2 separate regions of the Mus musculus genome follow, and region 2 is linked to region 1. Evidence: chromatin contacts called from public ChIA-PET data. All regions are on one chromosome and are shown on one strand. Each heading gives the region's core, a stretch centred on a gene start, on an enhancer-like site or on the middle of the called end of the contact. The rest is flanking DNA. Distances are from core to core; before and after follow the strand shown. Region 1 holds the start of Nlrc3 (NLR family, CARD domain containing 3). Region 2 holds the start of Ubn1 (ubinuclein 1).

Region 1 (6,355 bases), core at 1,938-4,437:
GGCCTCCACCCAGTAGACCTGCCAGAGGACCTGGGCACCTAGCATAAGTCAGGCCTCTGCAGTATGTCGTAGGATATGGGCCTATGTCTGTGTAAAGGACAAGAACTCGAGCGTACTTTCCTGCACTCCAGCTCCGTTGTCCCCTTTGGACTCAGAGCACACCCTTCCCCCCTCAGTCAGTGCCAGTTTTCCCCCTTTGGCCCAACCAGGGTCCCCATCCTGTGTGTTCCTGAAAGGCAGTGGGCCACACCAGCGACCAGAGCAAGACCTGAGCCTTCTTCACTTGCCTCTCTGTGTCCAGCACACCCAAGCACAGCTGCCCTATATTCTGGGACAGGCAACTGGGTCCAGCCTTCTCAGCATTGAAACCAGCCCAGCCGCCATGGCAGACCAGACACCGACGGGCGGCCTGCACCCTGTGCTTGCCCAGATACTTGCCACTGTCACCAGCATCCTACAAGTAGGGCCCAGCACAGCTATGAAGACCCCCAAAGTAAGCATGTTTGTGGGCTCCACCCATTTGTGTTAAGCCTCCTTGACCCAGTGTGGACTCTGGGACCAGAAAAAAACAGAAGTTTGGGTTTTCACAGCCTGTGAGTGTCCTTGTGTGTTTTAAATACAGTGAAGTTGTTTTATATAATGTGCAATAAAAACAAAGAAGACTTTATTTAAAAATAAATAAATAAATAAACTAGACACTCCTCTCTGAGAAAACCACCGGGAACACACAGTGAGCTTGGGCCCCCTGCTCTGCTGCCTACAACACCTTTGCGCGTGTTCTTTTCTTGGGGTGCCAGGACTGCTTACTGTCCACTGACCAACGGTTCCTCGAGAACATTGTCTCTGTGTTCATCACACTAATGGGGTCCTCACGGGCACTAACTGCTGCTGCTGCTGCTGCTCAGGGAAGCAGGCCAGGGACAGTCTCAGTCAACTGGAGTGTCACAAGTACCAGGCTGGGCCTGTTGGGCCTGCTGAGTCAGCTTGCCTTGTTAACACCGACCTAGATCTGTTTCCAGGCTATGTGGAAAGAAAGGTCAGCCAGCCATTCTTTTAGGAGCTAGAGTGCAGTTTGATGATAGAGCACCTGCCTCGTATACCTAAGGCTCTGGGTTAAGTTTCTAGCACTATAATAAGAAAGCTACGACATCAAGAACAGATTCCTGGGAAAGAGTTATGAGGTGATCTCAGAGGCCAGCAGTGCTTAGGGAGGTGAGAACACAGCTTGGTGTTTGTGGAATGTGTCCTGGTTGTGGTCAACCAGAAAGAAACCATTCCTGCGTTTGATGGCCAGGCAGGCAATTGGAAGCCAAGTGCCATGGGTAGTCCAGTGATAGATTTCTGAACCCCTGAACCTATGTATCCAGCATCATTCACTTACTTTAAAACAGCCAGTTGCTGCCTCTGGAGGAGGTAGGTTAAAGTGAACGTAGGCAATGAAGGCGTGGCCATCAGCCAGAGCAGCGGCCAGCAAGCAGGGACCTTCCCACAAAACACCCTGGCTCCAGCATCACAGCACTGGGCCAGCTGATTGAAATCAAGGTGCATGGCTGCCTCATCCTTCGGTGATGCTGAAGCTACATGGGCACTGGGACTACTCATTGATTAAAGTGAGGAGGAGTCCTCTTCCAGAAACCACACTGCCTTCATATGGTTAGCACAAGAAGTACTTAGCCCCAACACAGAATGTGTGCTGGACACAAGTACATCATACATATCACCAGATGTGGTCTGGGTGGACAGGGAGGTCTGGGTAATATGAACAGACCTCTAGCCTGTTCACTTCTGTGGTCCAGCCCTTGCCATGGGCTAGGCTTGTCTGTGTTGAACCACAGCCTAGCTTGGATAAACAACTACTAGCTCAGGTAAGGAAACCATAGGAAAAGGCCCCTGACTGCAGGCTGGAAGCCTTACACTCCCCAAGTTAAGAAGAACTGAGCCTACTAACTGCCTTGCTGTTTGCTCTCAGGTAACAAAGTCTCAGAGTGAAGAAGACCCTGGAGAAATGTGTATATTTGGGCATGTGTGTATGCATGTGCGTGCACACACACACACATCAGAATAGCCCATGTATGGGGCTGGTGGCCATTACTGGGAGGAGAGGAAGGAGCTAGCACTAGGATGTTCCCCAAGATCCTCAGGAAGAAGGCTGTTTCCTCTCCTGCTAGATCTCTGGAGGAGGCAGGCTGAGCCTCTTGGGCCTCGTGTGACTGGCCCACAAAGCACCTTTGCTGCACCCCTTGGCCAGGACTATAGCTCTCTGCTTCCCCTGCTTAGAGCCTCCTCAGGCTTCCCATGGTCTGCCACGGTGTCCACAAGTTCCCAGCCTGCTCCTCTGTGCTCAGTAGGGAAAGAGATGGGTGGCAGACGTTCCAAAACAGCATTTCTAACCTAGCACCAAAGTCCTACCTCTCCATGGGAAACAAAGGTCTGCCACATGCCTCCTGCACCCCTGCATGCAGGCTGCTCTCAACATCGGAACTCAACAGATGCCTGAGAACTCTGTGTGCTTGCTGAAGAGCCCAAGGCCCCTTGGTCACTTGGCTACCACGTCTCCTAAGTCAGTCAGAGCTGTCACAGTAAATGGCTTCCTTCCCCCCTCCCTACTCCCCCATCAGTAGAAGACATTCTAAATGGTCCATTTATTGCAAGCTTTTTTTTTTCTCTTTTGATCGCTCTCAGCCACGTCCTTGTCCTTATCCTTTCTTCTGCATCTGAGCAGGACACCTACCTTCCTGCTGTGAATAGCTGTGTGCTGCATTCCAGGGTCCACTGACTCACAGGGATAGGGCTAGGTCAGAAGCACCTCTAGGGTGAAAGACGTGCTTTAATAAGAGGAAGGTCACTGGGTATCAAAGCCTGGAGGCATGCAGGCATTCCGGCCCCACTGACTATCTCTCAGCAGTGTGACCTAAACCCAGGTGCTGACCTCCTCCCTGCCCCCTGCTTCCCCACCCCCCACCTTCTGACAGTCTGTTGGAGGATGGAGAATGAATGTCAACAATTTTGGCACTGTACCCATCCCGAGCACATGCTGTGAGGATGCTCAGTCCCAGAATGGAGATCCAACATAACTTCCCTACTCTGGGGGATGTGACAGAACCAAAGAGGTGAGCCTGGGGCCAAGCAGCTCACTGATTTGTCAGCGAGGCTGTTAGCTTTTAAAACTAGACAGGAAGGAAGGTTGAGGTGGAGGACAGGAAGAGCTGAGGGGCTGCAGTGACAGTGGGTGGGCTCCTGGGGACTACAGGATGTGGTAGGTCTGTCACTCCCAGCCCTGGCGTGATCAGTGTGATAAACTCCCCTGATCTCTTCAGAGAAGGTTTCCTCAGCTCTGGACAGACCAAGGTCTCAGCCTCAGCTGACCTGCCACTGACTACCCAAGGCATTCAGCCATAAACATGGCCTCCCGCTCACTGGAGCAGAGCTGTGCCCAGGAGCATGCAGGCGGAGCCCTTTAGCACCCTGGAGCAGCCACCATGGCAGGAAGGTAAGTAGCACCCAGAGCACATCGGTGCAAGGGAGGACTCAGGAAAAGCTGCTAGGGAGGGTAGAGGCTCTGAAGGCCTGAGGGCACGAGGAGGCTACGGAGTGCTGAGCCCTGGGTGTTGGAGCTGCTGGGTCTGGATGCGTCAGTGTCTGGTAGACTCACTTGTGCCCAGGGTGATGATCCACAAGTTCTAGGGGAGAAGACCCAGCTCTGTGTTCTTGGTGATGGCATGGGCGGAGCAGGATGCATTGCAGGTTGCAAGTAAGCAGCACCACGATTGGAACCCGGTTCCTCCAAGGCTGTGATCCCAAGCAGGTGACCCTCTTCTTGTGTTCATTTGCCACCTGTAAGTGGAGTCACAACTCCAGCACCTACCCCAAAGGTCAAGGGGCGTGCTACATACAACTCCCAGCTTTCCCATAATACCCCTCCCCCAGGGCCACTCCTAGCCACACCCTGGCGTTAGTTAAAACTTGTCATTCTGAGACTGCTAACCAAGGGAGGCCTCTGTAAGAGGTGTGGCTGCAAAGCCTAGTGAATGTTAAACACAGGGAGTGTTAGCTATGGTGTCCACCCATGGACAGGCTTCTAGGCCCTGGGGCTCCTCCCGGCTCCCCTCCTTATCACAGGCTCACTTTGGCCATCCCGCAACGGTTGTATCTACTTTGCTGCTGGGAGGGCTAGATCTACCTGCTTGCTGGTACTCCAGGTCAATGCTGTGGTGTATCCTTAGGGCAGAAGTTACTTCTTTCAGGATGCTGATCTCAGAAACCAGATAGTTGCTATGGTTGCTAAGTCAGGCCTGGGGAGGGAGATGAGGGTAAAGAGTAGGTCATACAAAAAAACCCAAGGTACTATGTGTGTGGCCAGAGATATGAACAGTGCCGCCTCCCCCTGCCCCCCCCTTCCCCGTCCCCACCCTAGCTAAGCTAGGTGGGGCAAGGCCGGCATTTGGAAGGGACTCACCTGGCTCAGGCCGGGTCTGTGGCCCTGGCAGAGAAGCATGGCACAGAATAGGCTCCACCAGACATAATGCTTTGCCAGAGTCAAGAAGCACTGATCTAAGTCCTTTGAAAACATGGTTGCCTCATCCTCTTGTTTACAACAACCTTATTGTTTAGCAGTAATAAGATTATCTGGTGGGCATCCAATTACAGAAGGCAATAGCTAGCCTTGTTCCATGCCCTGACAATATCCTACTAGAAAGCATCCTGACCTTTGCCATGGACAGGCTGACAGTGATCTACTTCAGTTGGTCCAACTACATTTGTATTTCTGCACAGTTGCCAACTTCAAAAGTCAAGATGTACCTTACAGGTAGTGTTTAATCAATGTGTAGAAACTGGCACCCAGAGGTCTCTTGTGCTGCCTCTCAGGCAGAAGCAACCCCAAAAGTGACTATTTGACATCTCTTGTTTCAGATTGGTTTGTCCAGATTTTAAGTTCCCTGGAAATGGAATCCCAAAGCATATTCTTTAGTGGCCAACTGTGCAGGCATCCGTGTGATAGGCTGGGCCAACTGTGCGGGCATCTGCGTGATAGGCTGGGCCAACTGTGCGGGCATCCGCGTGATAGGCTGGGCCAACTGTGCGGGCATCTGTGTGATAGGTTGGGCCAACTGTGCGGGCATCTGCGTGATAGGTTGGGCCAACTGTGCAGGCATCTGCGTGATAGACTGGGCCAACTGTGCGGGCATCCGTGTGATAAGCTAGGCCAACTGTGCAGGCATCCGTGTGATAGGCTGGGCCAACTGTGCGGGCATCTGCGTGATAGGCTGGGCCAACTGTGCGGGCATCTGCGTGATAGGCTGGGCCAACTGTGCGGGCATCCGTGTGATAGGCTAGGCCAGTGGTTTGTGCCCTTTTCATGTTTCCCATGCTACTGTTGATGGGTATTGGTTGATTTTACTACTTTGGCTAATTCTGAGTAAAGCTGTCAAGAACATTCTAGAATCTGTGTCTTGGTGGAAATACATGCTTATGATCCTAGATCTATCGTTTTCATCTCCTTCAGTGATGTTTTTAGTGTAGAGGTTGCAAACTTTTTGCTAAGTTCATTCCCAGTATTTGATTTTTTTAATGATATCAGTTTTGATTTGGTTGTCGTTAGCACGTGGACTGTTTATGAGCACTAACCCTGGGTCCAGAACCCTACCAAACTAAGTCATCAGTTTTAATCATTTGTTTATATACAATTTTGAATTTTCTGTGTCTAACTATAGCTGTGAATGTCTTATTTTTTATCATTGTGATACTTTCTTCTGTGTCTCCAAGTGTCTGTATCTCAGGTTTTAGTTGTTTATTACTGTTGTTGTTGTTATTATTAATTAGTGTGTGTGTACACACATGCACATGTGTTTCACTGCATGCATGTGGAGATCAGAGGACAATTTCAGGAATCAGTTCTCTCCTATAATCTAGGACCAGCACTCTGGTTGTCATATTTGTGCAGCAAGCACTCTAAGCTACTTTGCCAGCCCCATCCTAATTTTTAAAAAACTAAACCATCAAACAAAACATTATGCTTAGTGAATAGAACTAAGGATAATACTCTATATTATTTAAATATTTTATTAAAAATTTATTTATTTATTTATTTATTTATTTATTTATTATATGTAAGTACACTGTCTGTGTCTTCAGACATGCCAGAAGAGGGCATTTGATCTCATTACAGATGGTTGTGAGTCACCATGTGATTGCTGGGATTTGAACTTAGGACCTTCAGAAGAGCAGTCAGTGCTCTTACCCGCTGAGCCATCTCACCAGCCCCATGTTATTTAAATATTTTAACGAATATGTATTACTTTCATAATTCTATAAGCAATCTAGTGAAGTATAAATGAGAAGCAATGTTTGTTATTGA
Region 2 (6,355 bases), core at 2,123-4,622, 1.1 Mb before region 1:
TAGCTCTAAAGATGGTTGTGAGCCACCATGTGGTTGCTGGGATTTGAACTCAGGACCTTCAGAAGAGCAGTCAGTGCTCTTACCCACTGAGCTATCTCTCTAGTCCCACCTATTAACTCTTAGAAGTCAGGTTTTGGTGAAGTTTTATGATCATATTTAAGGACTAGGGCATTTGAAACATTTAAGATAATAATATATGTTAAAGTCCATGTTAAACTTATTTAATTCCAAATGCTTAAGAAAATATAAGTTGTAAAGTCCACAAAAGAACGTAAGTTGTACTTATACAACTAATTTATGAGTTGTTTATGACCTTGGGAAGAGCTTCCTCCAAGGTTTGCAAGTTTACCTCTTTAGAAACATGAAGTAGTTGGGAGATGGTACAGCATGCAGCACTCGGGAGGCAGAGGCAGTGGCGCTCCATGAGCTCGAGGACAGCGTGGTCTACACAGAGTTCCAGAGCAGCCAGGGATACACAGACAAACAACCCTGTCTTGGAAGAAGAAACAAACAAGCAAACAAAAGAAATATGAAACAAGTCAAGAAAGAAGTACCTGAGAATTAAGAAAAAAACTACAGTTTAAAACATGTTAGAGAATTTAAATAACTTGATTTAAAAGAGTTGATTGTTTAAGAAAATTTAACCTGTTTAACCTGGTGCTGTCTCTAAGTTTTATTCAAGTTTAAGTAATTTTTATTTTCACAAGCATTCATGTGAGTGTGGGTGAGTGTGTGTGTATGTGTGTGTGTGAAAACTTATAGGAGTTAATTCTTTCATTTCATCATGTGGGTTCCAGAGATTGAACATAGGTCTTCAGGCTTGGAGGCAGACACCCTTACCTGTTGAGCCATCTTACAGACCCTCACATAATTTTTTGTCCCATAAATTCTTAAATTTGTAAATAAAACACTAATGAAAACTTACAAGTTTTAAAAATAGCAAAGAATGGGGACTGGAGAGATGGCTCAGTGGTTAAGAGCACTGACTCTTCTTCCTGAAGTCCTGAGTTCAATTCCCAGCAATCACATGGTAGCTCACAACCATCTGTAATGGGATCCAATGCCCTCTTCTGGTGTGTCTGAAGACAGCTACAGTGTACTCATATACGTAAAATAAATAAAATCTTAAAAAACAAAAACAAAAACACTAAGATTGAGCTGGGGATGTCACTCAGCAAAGTGCTTTCCTTGCACACTGGAGGCCCTGATTCAATTAAATCACACACTGGGATTAAATTAAAATGAGAATGGTAATATATAGCTGTAATAGAAGCACTGTGAAGGAAGAGGCAGGAGGATCCTAAGTTTAAAGTCACTCTTGGACAAGGAGAAGGAGGCTTGGATTGCATGAGAGCTTATCTCCAACTAAAATACAAAAAGGAAAAAAAAAACAAACCACAAAGTAGGGTTTAAATACTCCGAATGACTTGAATATTAGTATGCCACACAGGAAAAAATTCTTCTCTTTAAAAAGCAAATTATGGGATTATGGGTTTGTGGTGGTGGACAGATCTTTAGTCCCAGCACTAAGATGGAACCCAGCCTGATCCACAAGGAGCTCCAAGACAGCCAGGGCTACACACAGAAAGTCTTGAAAAACAAAACAAAACAAAACAAAACAAAAAACATATTATGCAAAAGCCTATTTCCAGGTATTCCTAGGGACTGTTTTATGTTTTTGTTATCATAAATACATTCTTTTTAACTAATTTACTTTTGAACTGACTACCAAAAAAAAAACAGAAAAACTTGTATGCTAATTTTTTCATTAATTTCTTTCCCTATTTAATGGCTTTCCCTTTTTATTTTGAAAGGCAAAGTCCTACAAAAATGACAGGTTATTTTATATTTATTTTTGTTTCCTGTCTTCTTTCATTCTTTTGTTTGTTTGTTTGCTTGAGACAGGGTTCCTCTGTGTAGCCCTGGCTGTCCTGGAACCTCACTCTGTAGACCAGGCTGGCCTCGAACTCAGAAATCCACCTTCCTCTGCCTCCTGAGTGCATGTGCCACCACTACTCGGCTCCTGTCTTATTTCATTAACTAGAATTACAGGACATTAGACAATGTATCCTTTGTTCTATTCCTGACTTTGATGGGATTGTTTCTAAATTTAGTTGTAAAGATTTACATTTAAAGACAAGTCATTACAATATTCTTAAATTCCTGGAAAACTCTAATTTCTAAATTAAGAACATTTGTCAAATTTTATGAAATCTTAAATACACTTTAAATGGTCAGTTCGTGTTTAATTAACACACAATGTAAATGACAGTCCTTGAAAAATGTGGTACTTCTTCCAAAGAAAAAACAAGCTGGGGTCAACCACCCAGCTTCTCCACCACACCATCTCTCAGAGCAATTGACAACCAAAGCCTCTACAAGGACACTGCTTTGGGGAAAGGGGCGTGAACCCGTCACCTTCCGAGCAGGCGTTGACTTCAGAAAGTACAGCTGTAAGTTAAGTCCACCCTGACACAGACTCCTGCCGCCTTTTCTTGGGTGTGAGACTTTTCTTGCTCAAAGTCGAGCTTCAACTCGGTCTACGGAACTTAGGGCAGCCGCCCTGCCCCTCGGCAGGTACCAGTTCCCATTACTGTCACCTGTCTTCCAGCTGTCAAAACTTCTTGCAAAGTGTCACACTACTTACGAAGGCTAACGCGGGAGGCTGGACCAGACCGCGGCGCTCACCGTTGTCCCCAGAGCCGACGCGGGCCGTAGACGTCCCCCCGTGGTGGTCCTCATGCCGGCCCGGGACCCTCGGGTTGCGGCGCGGCTCAGCGGCCCGCTCCCGAGCGCTGCAGGCGGGCGCGCGGAGGGCCCGCGCCGCGGCCCATGGCCGGCTCCCCAGCCCGCGGGAAGGAAGCCTCTCGACAAACTGCCGCTTTCTCTTGTCAGCCAGCGGGGGGAGCCGAGATATGCCAAGTCCACGTCCAAGAAAACAAGTCGGGCGACGCCGAGGACGCTTGGCGGGGACGCCGCTCCGGAAGCCGACTGTCGAGCTGGGCGCTCCTCAGCAGTCTGGAGCTCCCGCCCCGAGCGCGGGCTCGCGGGCAACCGGGGCCTCTTCTGCCCCGGGCTGGGACCGAGACTGGCTTCCAGGCCGCGCCAGGGTCAGTCAGGGCAGCAACCGGACTCCAACACCTATCCGCCCGGGACCTCAGGCTCGGCAACGGCCCGGGGCCCGCGCCTGCCTAACAGCCGTAACGGAAGCAGCGGGAAAGACTGGAAATGAGTCTAGAGTCCCGGAAGCGAGCGGGCAGCACAGTCGGCTCCCTTTCGCGCTAGTCCGGCCGCGCCGCCTCCGCCGCCGCTGCTTTGGACCGCGGATGCTTCGTTGTCACGAGCCGGAGGGGAGGGGGGAGGCGGGAGCTTGGAGTCTCTGGGCTTCGACGCGCTGAGAGCGCGGCGCTCAAGTCACGTGCCTCCAAGCAGTCCAATGGACGGCCGCGGCGCGGTGACGTCAGCGCATCCGCTAGGCGGATGACAGCAAACACCCGTCACGTGGTCAGGCCAACTCCAATGGGCGGTGCCGCGGCGACCTGAAGTTCCCGGCTGCCCGTGCGGCGGCGGTGGTTGGGTGGTAAGATGGCGGCTGTGAGTCTGCGGCTCGGCGACTTGGTGTGGTGAGTCCTGGCGACCAGCGCTGAACGAAAGACGGCGCGAAGCTGCTTTTCCTGGTCGCAGGGTTGCCAGCTGGCCCAGGAGTAGTTTTATTATGCACTCCGGACGGCGGAGAGTGGGGAAGAGGAGGTGCCGCCGCGGTGTGAACGACGCTTGAGCGGAAGAGGCTGTCCGGTCCCCGGGGGACCGAGGCCGAGAGGGGCCGCGGCGGTCCCTGCTCTGAACCCTGAGGCCATCCCAGGGGAGGGTTACGGCTCTAGAACTCTGGCTCCAGCTGCCACTGCAGAGAACTCTGGCGTGGCGTGGAGTCCCAGGGTCTCTCCGGACCTCCTCTCAAAGCAGGAGAGGATACCTTGCTAGAGACAGAGCCGTCCATACCCGCGTTCGGTTGGGACAGACGTGGGCTCGAGGCTTGGTTCCAGGTGGCGAAATCCGACTGCCCGGCGCTGCCCCATGAAGAAACCGAGGGGAGGGTGACTTCTCCTTTGCAAATGATGGCTAGGCGGTGATCCAGTGCCTCTCGTTCTGTTCCTTGTGTCCCCTGCAACAGCCAAAACCAAGAGTGACCATTGTCTCCTTGGAACTGCGTAGTTTCCCTACCTAGAGGAAGGTTTCCATGATCATTTGTCAAAGGAAAGCCGATCATGGGGTGAATTAAATCAGTCTTAGGGAAGTCTGTGTTTACAGAGAGAAGTTTCCAACACTCTCCCAGGGAGGTACCAGACCAGTGACGTCCTGATGGTTTTGTTTTTCTATGTTCCTTCTCGGGAAGAGTGCACAGATCTCAGGCACACACACACACACACACACACACACACACATATATATATATATACAGTTTTGTATGTAATATGTGAGGGCCCTGAGCCCAGCTGTGAAAGACCCATCTGGTTTGCCTGCTTTTGTTCTGGCCCTTTTGTTCAGCCTAGAGTTAGAAGCATAGATTGCTTGTTGAGTGGGCTGAAGGAGATGGACTGGCTTTTCCAGGGCAAGTTCTGACTGTTTGTATTATTTTCTCTAGGGGGAAACTGGGCCGGTATCCTCCCTGGCCAGGAAAGGTGAGTGCATTGTTGGTTTTAAAAGAAGGTAGTTGAAGCTAAGGGAGAGGGTTAACATGTTGAATTTCCTCCATTCTCTAACACTGACTTAAAATGGGCTCATTTTGATAAAATGTAGTGTTTTGCCTCCAGTTATCAGTCGGTTTTGAAAGTTATAGCATAAACCAGAGTGTTTAAATATGAGGTAATCACTTCAGTCAGAGGGCTTGTGAAATTGGTTGGTTTTTTATCTTGGAAATCAATTGTAATCAAAATGTAGCATGCTAAAATCTAAGGATGAAGAAACAGATTCTCCAGGAAGAGGGAAGTCTAAATGTAGGTTAGTGAAAAGCTAAAGTATTTTTGTCCCAACTAAGTTTAAATCTTCTTCCCCTGTTACCATATGTGCTGCTCCAGTGCATCTCTGCAGAAGATGGCATTCCAGATTTTTCAAGAGGTGGTCCATCATAGCTTTCCAAATGTTCTGGCTTTTTAGTCTTGCTAGGAATCCAGGAAATGTCTGAAGACTCTTTGCAATATGGTATTTCCTGTGCCTTGGTGGTCCCCTATTTTCACTGCTTCCTGTCTTAACTCTTGCTACCCACAACAAAAGTATTTTAAAGAATATTTTCTGTTTCTTCATTAATCACATCACATGGAGGGAGGGGTGATGTTGCTGTTAGTTTTAACTGTTTCTATGCCACGAGTCATTGCAATAAGACTATCTGTTGGACAATATACTACCTGTTGGCTATGGAGAATTTAAAGAATATTTACATATTTCTTCATATCACAATAGCAAAGTCCCATCTATGGGACAAGTATAGAGCCCTGGTTTGCTTTTGGACATTGTCCTTTCTCAGATCTTGGGCTTTCCAGCCTCACTGGAGCCATGGGGAGTTACTTTCCCAGTAGCCTTCTGGTTCGCCTCATACCTTTTCTCTTTCTCTCCTTCAGATTGTTAATCCACCCAAGGACTTAAAGAAACCACGTGGAAAGAAATGCTTCTTTGTGAAGTTTTTTGGAACAGAAGATCAGTGAGTAGTCCTCCCTGAGAGCTTCATGTTGCTTTTGGGTGTTCCCCTGAGTCTGAACTGCTCTATGAGTATCTAAGGCTTGCTGCAGTGTGAAAAATGGTTCCTCACTCTGGCTTTACGCTTAAATAAAAGGTGGTGTTCTTATCTAGCAAAAAATTATTCTGAGGCTAATGATGATTTCCTTCAGGTAAGAACCAGCGTTCATAACTCTACATGTGGTAGGCATGCTGTTTATATCACGTGCGCTCATGTGTTCTCTCTCTCTCTCTCTCAGCAATTTTTACAAATGTTCTGTGGCCTTGGGGATAGAACACGGAGCCTTGCCCATTTTAGAAAAGCCATTGACCACTGAGCTACATGCCCAGCTGATTTTGTTTTAATGACCATGTAGTGTAGTCTGAGGTACAGTGAAAGCTAAGGTGTTATTTGGTAAAAATACTTGTTTAATCCTGTTCTCATTTATAAAACAAACTAACTTACCTGTGTCATTGCAATACAAAGCTTTATTTCCTAGTGTGTGCTGAACTGGAAGAACCTAGGACCATTGCTTTGAGAGTTTGACTTTACAGAAAGCAAACTTTAAAAAGTTATACTGAAGGAAGAATGTGTAACCAATTGAATATACAGTAACTTGTATAGCTTTCTCCTCAATACAGGATA

What was found. ChIA-PET counts read pairs in DNA pulled down with a chosen protein or histone mark.
Region 2: an RNA polymerase II ChIA-PET map of memory CD8 T cells shows a contact between it and region 1, with 4 times the contacts expected there. The contact joins the promoter of Ubn1 here to the promoter of Nlrc3 in region 1. A contact is called at or near these places in 2 of 39 promoter capture datasets (embryonic stem cells and liver) and 2 of 115 datasets of contacts at active chromatin or transcription factors (double positive thymocytes and memory CD8 T cells).

What each region holds. Positions count from the first base shown.
Region 1 is chr16:3,973,464-3,979,818 of GRCm38.p6, reverse strand. Nlrc3 (NLR family, CARD domain containing 3) reads left to right here and starts at 3,187. Exons shown (of 18, transcript NM_001081280.2): 1 at 3,187-3,490. The coding sequence starts at 3,442. It overlaps Slx4 (SLX4 structure-specific endonuclease subunit homolog (S. cerevisiae)), which reads left to right. Exons shown (of 15, transcript NM_177472.5): 15 at 1-714.
Region 2 is chr16:5,047,074-5,053,428 of GRCm38.p6, reverse strand. Ubn1 (ubinuclein 1) reads right to left here and starts at 3,372. Exons shown (of 19, transcript NM_026666.4): 1 at 2,648-3,372. It overlaps Glyr1 (glyoxylate reductase 1 homolog (Arabidopsis)), which reads left to right and starts at 3,519. Exons shown (of 16, transcript NM_001079814.1): 1 at 3,519-3,623; 2 at 4,643-4,679; 3 at 5,616-5,695. The coding sequence starts at 3,586.